Linked DNA regions of Mus musculus: regions 2 and 3 are each linked to region 1. A link is a contact called in public Hi-C data. All regions are on one chromosome and are shown on one strand. Each heading gives the region's core, a stretch centred on a gene start, on an enhancer-like site or on the middle of the called end of the contact. The rest is flanking DNA. Distances are from core to core; before and after follow the strand shown. Region 1 has its middle 4.5 kb from the start of Gm51683. Region 2 overlaps Gm34974 (a long non-coding RNA gene). Region 3 has its middle 8.0 kb from the start of Gm34828.

Region 1 (2,608 bases), core at 35-2,534:
GTGTGTGTGTGTGTGTGTGTGTGTGTGTGTGATGCAAAGACAGAGACACACCCAAGTCCATAGGCCTGCAGAGAGACCACTGTACTGTGTGGTGTATGTGCATGCTTATATGCGTGAGTGTGCTAGAAGCCAAGCTGGGAGCGGGCAGACCAGGGACAGAAGGAAGGGGAGAGACAGTAGAGAAAAGAAGAGGGACAGAGCATGTAGGGGTTTCATGGAGTCAGAGGCCTCCAGGGTCTGCATAGTCTAGCTGTCCCCTTCAATGAGATATCGAGTCAGAGCTAGTCCCCAGGCCAGGGGACAGAGGCATGCACAGTCTTAGGAGTCCAGGAGATAACAATATACAGGAGCCATGCAGGCCAGTCACAGACTTGGAACGGGACAGCTGGCCAGGCTTGCTCAAAGGTCTCAGCCCCCACACAGTTCCAGGTCACTCTTGCCATGAGGAACAAGAACATTCTTTTGCCAGATTTCTAATTTCCCTTCTCCTGAACTTCTGTAAAAAAAAATTTCCAAATTTTAAAGAAGCCTCAGTTGGGCCAAACAACACATCCTGTAGCCAGGTTCTGCCTGCTCAACACTGGGCTTGGTCTTTCCGCAGAAGAGGGGGGCAGTGGGGGGCATGTCTGCCAGGCTACTGCCACTTTCTGTCTGTGGGGTCCTGGGCCTCTGAGTTAATCTCTGAGCCTCTGTCTACTTATCTACACGATGTGGATAGGAATGGCTGTGGTGGCCTGAAGATAACACTCCCTCCTACAAGAGCCAGCAGTTGGCGTGCAGCAGAGCTCATCAGACGCTAGGCCCTTTGATCTGCAGCTCATCTCAGGCAATGGGTCTTAGAATCCCCCTTTCAGATATCTTCCTTCCTGGAATCCATCTCCCTGGGTTTAGGATAGAGATGTGAACAGCCTACCTAGCGTGGTGGTGCTGGTCTGTCATCCTGGATATCTGAGAGACTGAAGCAGTATCCTAGGCTACTCTCAAACCTTGAACTTCTCTGATCCGCCTGCTTCCAGCTCCCACTTGCTAGGAGTGGTGCAGATCACCACAACCAGTTTATGCAGTGCTGGGGATTGAACCCTGGGCTTTGCACATGCTGGGCAAGTACTCTGCCAAGAGAGCTAAGTCTGTAGACCTCAAAGTGAAGATTAACCCTGCCAGTGGGTTAATCTTCCTTCAAAGGTAGCTTGGACAAGAACAGCGAGTGGTTCCAGGAGTTAGTGGGCAAGAGCAAGAGAAAAGAGGAAAAGGTTATTCGTATCTTAGGCAGAGCCATGGGGAAGAGGACGGTTAAAGAAAACACGCAGTTTGCATATCTCAGAAGCAGAAGCCAAGGGCACTAGAGTCCCTGCTGCAAACTTTATAGATTGCACAACTGCCTTTTTAAAGACATAATCGTTCCAACTAAATGTGCCAGCATCTCCAGTCTCGCCAGCACTCCATGCTTCTGCTCTCAGATTGGTTTTGCTGGTATGATGGACAGGATGCCAACTTTTCCCCCAGTTAGTCAGGGGGAAGTCCCAAGGCAATTAAGAAAGAGTCCTCACTATGAACTAATGGGCATGCCTGCCAAGGAGGAGGAGGGACCTGATGTGTCTGGAAAGGGCATGGTGAGGCAGCGTGGATGGAAGCCCAGGGCAGCTGGGGCTCAGGCCAGGCCTGGCTGGCCGCTTCTCCTACCCATCTCAAGACTCTAAGGCTTGGGAGAGCCAGCATGAGTATGTGCCACCCATAGGCTTGACATTTGCTCCAGGTTCACCCAGATGAGGCTTCAGGGAGACAAGCTAGGCTTACCTTAGGCCCACCACCTATCAGTTCTAGAGAAGCACTCACAGTTGGGAGAAGGGGATATTGAGAGCTCCCTGCTGACGAGCTACAACCCAGCCAGTCCTGGATTTAAAGTGGTATACCGTCCACAAGATTCATTTGCTTGTTCGCGTGTTTTGCAGTGATGAACTCAGGGAACCCTAAAGGCTATGCAGGTGCTCCACCACTGGGAACTGTCTTTAGTCTCCTGTGTGTATGGAGGTCAGCGGTCAACATCACTCACCTCTCTCTCTCCCTCTCTCTCTGTCTGACACTCTCTTACTAAAACAGGAGCTCATTATTGGTTAGGGAAATCTTGCTCCATGCCTAGAGCAGGGAAACCGGAGGAGCCACCAGTGAGGTCTGCTGTGCTCTCAGTGCCATTGGTGGTTTCTGATCCACGTGCATGACTGATTGTGTGGGAGTGACAGCTCAGAAGGGATTCTCTAGACACTTGCATGTCACCAGGAGTTGTCTAGTAAATTAACACAAGCCACAGTGGACTTCAGTCTTGTCAAAGTGCCTTATCTGTCACCATGTGATTTCAGTTCAGGCCTTGGTGCAAATCTTACATGCTTTAAACAAACAAACAAACACCAGAGCTAGGGAGCCGGCTCGGCAGTTAATTGTATTTACTATTGTTCTATCAGGGGTCAGATTTCAGATCTCAGCACACACCATACGTGGCTCACAAATGTCTGTTACTCCAAGGGAACTCATGGCCCCTTCAGGCCTTCACGGGCACGTGCTTCCATAAATAAAAACAAATCTTGAAAGAAACATTAAAATAGTATCTTTACAA
Region 2 (2,608 bases), core at 45-2,544, 580 kb before region 1:
GAAGGTGAGGTTACTGTTAGCTCTTTTCAGGACCCCAGGCTTTGTCAAATAAGCCAGAGGGGGGTCCTGGGAAGGTCCCGAGCAGAAGAGGACAGTGGTTGTCACAAATTGAGCTCTAGGCTAAGTTGGGATGCACAAGACTCTATCTCGAAACAACAAACAAACAAACAAGGCCACACAAAGCTCCCTCTAACACAGGGCCCAGTGAGATGGCTCAGTGGGTAAGGGCACTAAGCTGCCAAGCCTGTTGATCTGAGTTCTTTTCCAGGGTCCACACCATGGAAGAAAAGGCCCGACTCTCTCAAGTTGTCCTCTGACCTCTACATGTGTGTCATAGCATGCATGTGCTGTCTCCAAATAAATAAATAATGTAAGACAAAACAAAACCCAACAAAACTGCCCAATAACACGGAACAGAGCAAAAGGCAACAACAGCCTTGAAGTGTTTTTTTCATTTCTTATATTATGTCTTTTAATTTCTCGGAGTGTGTGTTATACGTGTATATGTGCTCGTGAGTATGTGGGGTTTTGATGTGTGTATGTGTATATGCATTTGTGTGTATGAGTTTATGGATGCGTGTATGTATATATGTGCATATGAGTGTGTGTATGTGTTTATGGATGGGTGTATGTATAGATGTTCATGTGTGAGTGTGTGTGTATGTATGTATGTAAATATGTGCATGTGTGAGTGTGTATGTATGTATATATGTACATGTATGAACGTGTGTGTATTTATGGATGTGTGTATATATATGCATGTGTGAGTGTGTGTATGTATATATGTGCATGTGTGAGTGTGTGTGTATGTATGCATGTGTGTGTATGTATGTATATATGTATATGTGTGAACGTGTGTGTGTTTATGGATGTGTATATATGTGCATATGAATGTGTGTGTTTATGGATGTGTATGGGTATATATATATGCATGTGTGAGTGGGTGTGTTTATGGATGTTTGTATGTGTATACATGCATATGAGTGTGTGTTTATGGATGTGCATATGTGTATATTCGCATGCATATGTGGATGTGTTTGCATTTCTTGGCTGCCTGGAAGTGTTTCAGAAGGTCAGTCCTCTGACCTCTCATAACTTCTCTGGGTCCAGATGGAGGGCGTGGGCTGGGACACAGAGCAGAGGGGAACAATTGTAGTTTTTTTCTCTCCCTGTTCCTTCAAGGAAACTCACTTTAAATTTCCTCTGTGATTAGCTTGCTTACTACCAAACAGGCTGGTGGCCAGCTTCCCTCTGATCGCTCCTTCTGGTCCACCTCCCACATGTCCTGTCCACATCCCCTTTCATTTCTCCCGTTTTATATTTAGCCCGGATTGGTGAGAAAATGCTCAAGCCCGCAGCCACGCTAGTCATGTGTTCTGGGCCAGCTTTGGGTGTTGTGTCAAGATCCTTGTCTCTGGGGCTATGGTGCTCCTTAGAATAGGAGTGAGGGCCTGAGGAGGAACACACTAGGTATTCACTCACACCAAGGCCCGGCAGGGTCCTGACCCTACCACAGGGACCATGAAGCCCTGCTCCCTTTTCTGTTCTGCATGTCCACACGCACTATGCATAAAGTGGTCTCTGGCCCATGCCACAAATATTTACTGAGCCTTTGCTGTGGGTCAGGTCTGTAGCTGCGGATGGAGCTTCTGCTGGGAACAAAAGGGCGTGTAGTCCCTGCTCTCAGTGGCCTGTTCTCTCTCTCTCTCTCTCTCTCTCTCTCTCTCTCTCTCTCTCTCGTTGTCTCTCTCCCCACACATGTATGTATGGGAGTCTACCTGGTACTGGCCATCATTCTTTAGAAACCATCAACCTTGTTTTATAGGCCGAGTCTCTCACTGAGCCCTGAGGTTTACTAATTAGGCTAGGATGTTGGGCCAGATAGTCCCAGGGATCTACCTGTCTCTGCCTCCTCAGAGCTGGGATGGCACAAGCATGCCACCACACTCGCCTGGATGTTTTGACATGTGTTCTGTGGGTCCATCTCAAGTCCTCCTGCTAAAAGGCAAGCACTTTCCAGACCCCGCATCCTCTCCAGCCTAGAGGCGTCTTCACAGCAACATCTTAAAGTGAGGTTCAGTGGCTCTTCTCCCCACTTGACCAGCTTTCCAGATTTTTGCCTGTTGCTCGGCATTGTGCAACCTGGGATGTGACAGGAGCATGGCAGCCATTAACCACGGGTTTGGAATTGGGGGGGGGGGAGGCGTGGGCGGGCTAGGATGAAGGACTTGAGAGAGTACAAGGCCTCTGGCAGGGTGCATAGTCCCTGTAGTGAGAAAAAAATGGAGGCAGAAAAGGCCTTTGAGGTAATTGAGTTGGTGGCTTTCATGTTCATCATGCAGATACTGGGCTGAGGGCCAGCTCTGCTAGTGAGGGCGTGAACCCTGCCCTGCCCCAGCACGCAGGGTGTCATTCGCTCAAGTCCCTTCCTGTCTCATCTTTCTTTGTTCGCAGATCTCAATTATGCGTATCATCCCGGCAAAGGAGAGGGCTTCGAGCACAAAGGTCATCATATCGCGCCTCGGTCCAGAGAGGACTTGATTGCTCCGTGGCTCTAGCCAAAAGCTCCCTGGGTCTCTGGGCTCAGCAAGGGTTGGGGTGCAGCAGA
Region 3 (2,608 bases), core at 31-2,530, 520 kb before region 1:
ACGGTGACTGGTGGTTTAGTCAGACACCAGCCAAGGTATCACAAAATATTTTATGTCCGAGACTAACATTTAAATCAATCAAGCCCACTGCCTGTTTCTGTCTAGGTGATTAGAAATCCAGTGGATTCCAGGCCGATGTTGTGAAGTTGAACTAGAGACTGTGATCTAGAGCCGAGGAGCCCCTCTCTTTGGCTTCTCTGGGGGCATATTGGTTGATGAAGAGTTGTCTTGAGCTGCACTTTATTCCAGGGACATCCTACCCATGGCCCAGGCATTGCTAGACCAGGCCTATGGTTATTTTGAGTGGCAGCAGGCAGAATGACATCATCTACAGAGTTCGTGATTGAGAATCATGCACTCAAGTTACAAAAATTGCAACAGAAACCACTTCATAGTATTTTAAGTAAGTTTAAAGTTTTGTCTTGGGCCAAATTCCCATATATTCTGGCCTGTACTTGCTGTCAGGTGGGTTAGACACTCCCGGCTATGTCATCTCGTCCCAAAAGCTTTAGGCACTGGTCAGCTCTGCAGACAGTGGACAGGGGACAGTTCACAACAGTTTCCCCTTCTCCCTTTCGACCTCCTTCTTTCTCTTTATATGTATATTCATGAGCGCGCGCGCACGCACACACACACACACACACACACACACAGACAGAGAGAGAGAGAGAGAGAGAGAGAGAGAGAGAGAGAGAGGAGAGAGAGGCATGTGTCTTTGTATGTGGCTCTCCATACCTAGCCATACATCTCTAGCTATTTTACTTCTGTGTTCTTTGACTCTTGGGGATCCTAAGTAGGGCAGAATTAGGGAGGCTATTGTCCTTGTGAGTAGTGATGACCTTGAACTACAAGTTGGGGACACTGGAAGCAGCCTCTGCAGAGAGACAGTCCATGATGGAGAGGAGCCTGTCTTACTAGCAGCTCTTTTCTGATCAGGGTCTCCCTAGGCATCCCAGATTGGCTGGAACTTGGGATCCTCCTGCCTCAGCCTCTCTGGGTGTGGGATTACAGATGTGCACTACCATGCTGGCTCACTAGCAAGCCATTCCTCTAGGTGGTCTGTCAACAAGACACACCCTGCTGATCTACCCCTGGCAGCGGTATCATGCTTTTTTGGATCCCCTTGGAAAATGGATGGAGGGGCTGTTATAAACTGGGACAACCCAATGGGGGCAGGTGCCATTCCCCAGTCTCCCCTGCCAGCCTTGGTGCCATCCTCCAGCTATGGTGCAGGAGTGTCAAACAGTAGAGGGCACCAGAGGCCTGTCTCTGCTGTGACAGCCTGTTTTGGTGGCATCAGGCATGTGTGGGCGAAGGTGGTGCGGCTGCTGTAGGAGGTGGTACTCTGTCGTAAACAGGGAGAGCTCCGGATTGCTGCTGTGCCTTTTTAACTGTAGTTTCATATGGCTGTATGAGGCCAACTACATCCAGTGGGCTACAGAGAGCACCTGGGACCAGGACCTGGGGGTGTGACGCGCCTTGGCTTCTCAGGAGTGGGTCTTACATGATTAGGTGCTTTTTCTCTCGGTCAGCTCTGCATTTCACTGCTGTGCGTCAAACCTGGGAGGGCAAGCTAGGAGCCAGGACAAAGCACAGTGGGGCGCAGTGTACCAACAGCCAGGCTGCATGGCCCAAAGTGATGAGGCTGTCCCCAGACTTCTTCTCTCCAGTACCTTGAGTTTCACCATCACACTTCTGCCCACTGGCTGCCCTACTCCCACCTCTCTACTCTGCACAATGTTCTGGTTTCAGGAAGAAGGGAAGGATGGAGGTTGGGGAGGGCGGCGACTGACAGTAACAGTTTTCACGGACAGATGCGCCTGGGGGTGGGGTGATGCAGGGGTGGTGCCATGTGGGATGGAGAGCTTCATCCTTGCTCTGCTTTGAACTGGTGTTCCGTTCCAGCAGCTGCATGTATGCTCTGCTGAGCCTTTCCTTTCCAGAGCTTCGGTTTCCGTCTCTGTAAAAAGGGGCTCAGGTGATCTGGGGTTCTCATCTGGTCCTTGTACCTTGAGGTCCATGTGTTGAGGATCAGGCTCAGGGAGGCACTTTGGTCTTGGGGAAGGGATGGGAAGGAAACAGACTCTGAGAGTTGTTAGCTGGCTGTGCTGTTCTGCCAGGAGTTGTTCCAGCCTCTGCTCCTGTTTGATCTCCTTTGGTGTTGGCACGTGGTCATGATTGACACATCTCCAGATCACACAAGACCAAGGTCAGGTGAAATCTGTCACCTCTAGCCCTGCTTGGCTCTCTAGGAAGAGAGGTTGTTAGTGACACCAAATTTCCCACACTCCCTATCTGTCTTCTGTAGGTCACTGTCCTTTACTTCCCGGCTGTGACCCCTCCCACATGGGCAGATGATCTGTCCTCCAGAATGTCAGGCATGATCTGTGGGCAGTCACCTAGGGATGGATTGGGGCGGGACATGGAACTGTTCCTTGGCACTCAGCTGTGGGGTACTTCTTTTTGGAATGACTTTGTTGTCCCTCCTCTAGGATGGCCAACTCCTGAGGCTCCAACCTCTTCATAAGGCTACTCCTGGGTGGGACTGGCTAGAGATGCAAGTCTTCCTCAGTCCTTCAGTCTATTTACCTTGGCTCAAGCTCTGGAT

Evidence for each region. Hi-C and Micro-C count contacts between places; a contact is called where the count stands out from the background.
Region 2: a Hi-C map of bone marrow-derived macrophages shows a contact between it and region 1, with 15 read pairs. The contact joins two enhancer-like sites. A contact is called at or near these places in 1 of 484 Hi-C or Micro-C datasets (bone marrow-derived macrophages), 3 of 115 datasets of contacts at active chromatin or transcription factors (embryonic basal ganglia and embryonic stem cells) and 1 of 9 other capture datasets (embryonic stem cells).
Region 3: a contact with region 1 is called in a Hi-C map of bone marrow-derived macrophages, with 14 read pairs. The contact joins two enhancer-like sites. A contact is called at or near these places in 1 of 15 datasets of contacts at CTCF or cohesin (large pre-B cells), 6 of 484 Hi-C or Micro-C datasets (bone marrow-derived macrophages and liver), 2 of 115 datasets of contacts at active chromatin or transcription factors (liver and pancreatic cancer cells) and 1 of 9 other capture datasets (embryonic stem cells).

What each region holds. Positions count from the first base shown.
Region 1 is chr9:61,308,892-61,311,499 of GRCm38.p6, reverse strand. No RefSeq gene overlaps it. Among named protein-coding and RNA genes, the nearest start is that of Gm51683, 4.5 kb to the left of the region's middle. Within about 2 kb of position 1,284, at least 31 of the 459 cell types and tissues checked have an H3K27ac peak or open chromatin away from gene starts, as enhancers often do. A contact at or near this core is called in bone marrow-derived macrophages, where this site is marked.
Region 2 is chr9:61,884,862-61,887,469 of GRCm38.p6, reverse strand. All of the region lies in intron 1 of Gm34974 (a long non-coding RNA gene), which reads left to right. Among named protein-coding and RNA genes, the nearest start is that of Gm34974, 13 kb to the left of the region's middle. Within about 2 kb of position 1,294, at least 8 of the 459 cell types and tissues checked have an H3K27ac peak or open chromatin away from gene starts, as enhancers often do. A contact at or near this core is called in bone marrow-derived macrophages, where this site is marked.
Region 3 is chr9:61,829,118-61,831,725 of GRCm38.p6, reverse strand. No RefSeq gene overlaps it. Among named protein-coding and RNA genes, the nearest start is that of Gm34828, 8.0 kb to the right of the region's middle. Within about 2 kb of position 1,280, at least 19 of the 459 cell types and tissues checked have an H3K27ac peak or open chromatin away from gene starts, as enhancers often do. A contact at or near this core is called in bone marrow-derived macrophages, where this site is marked.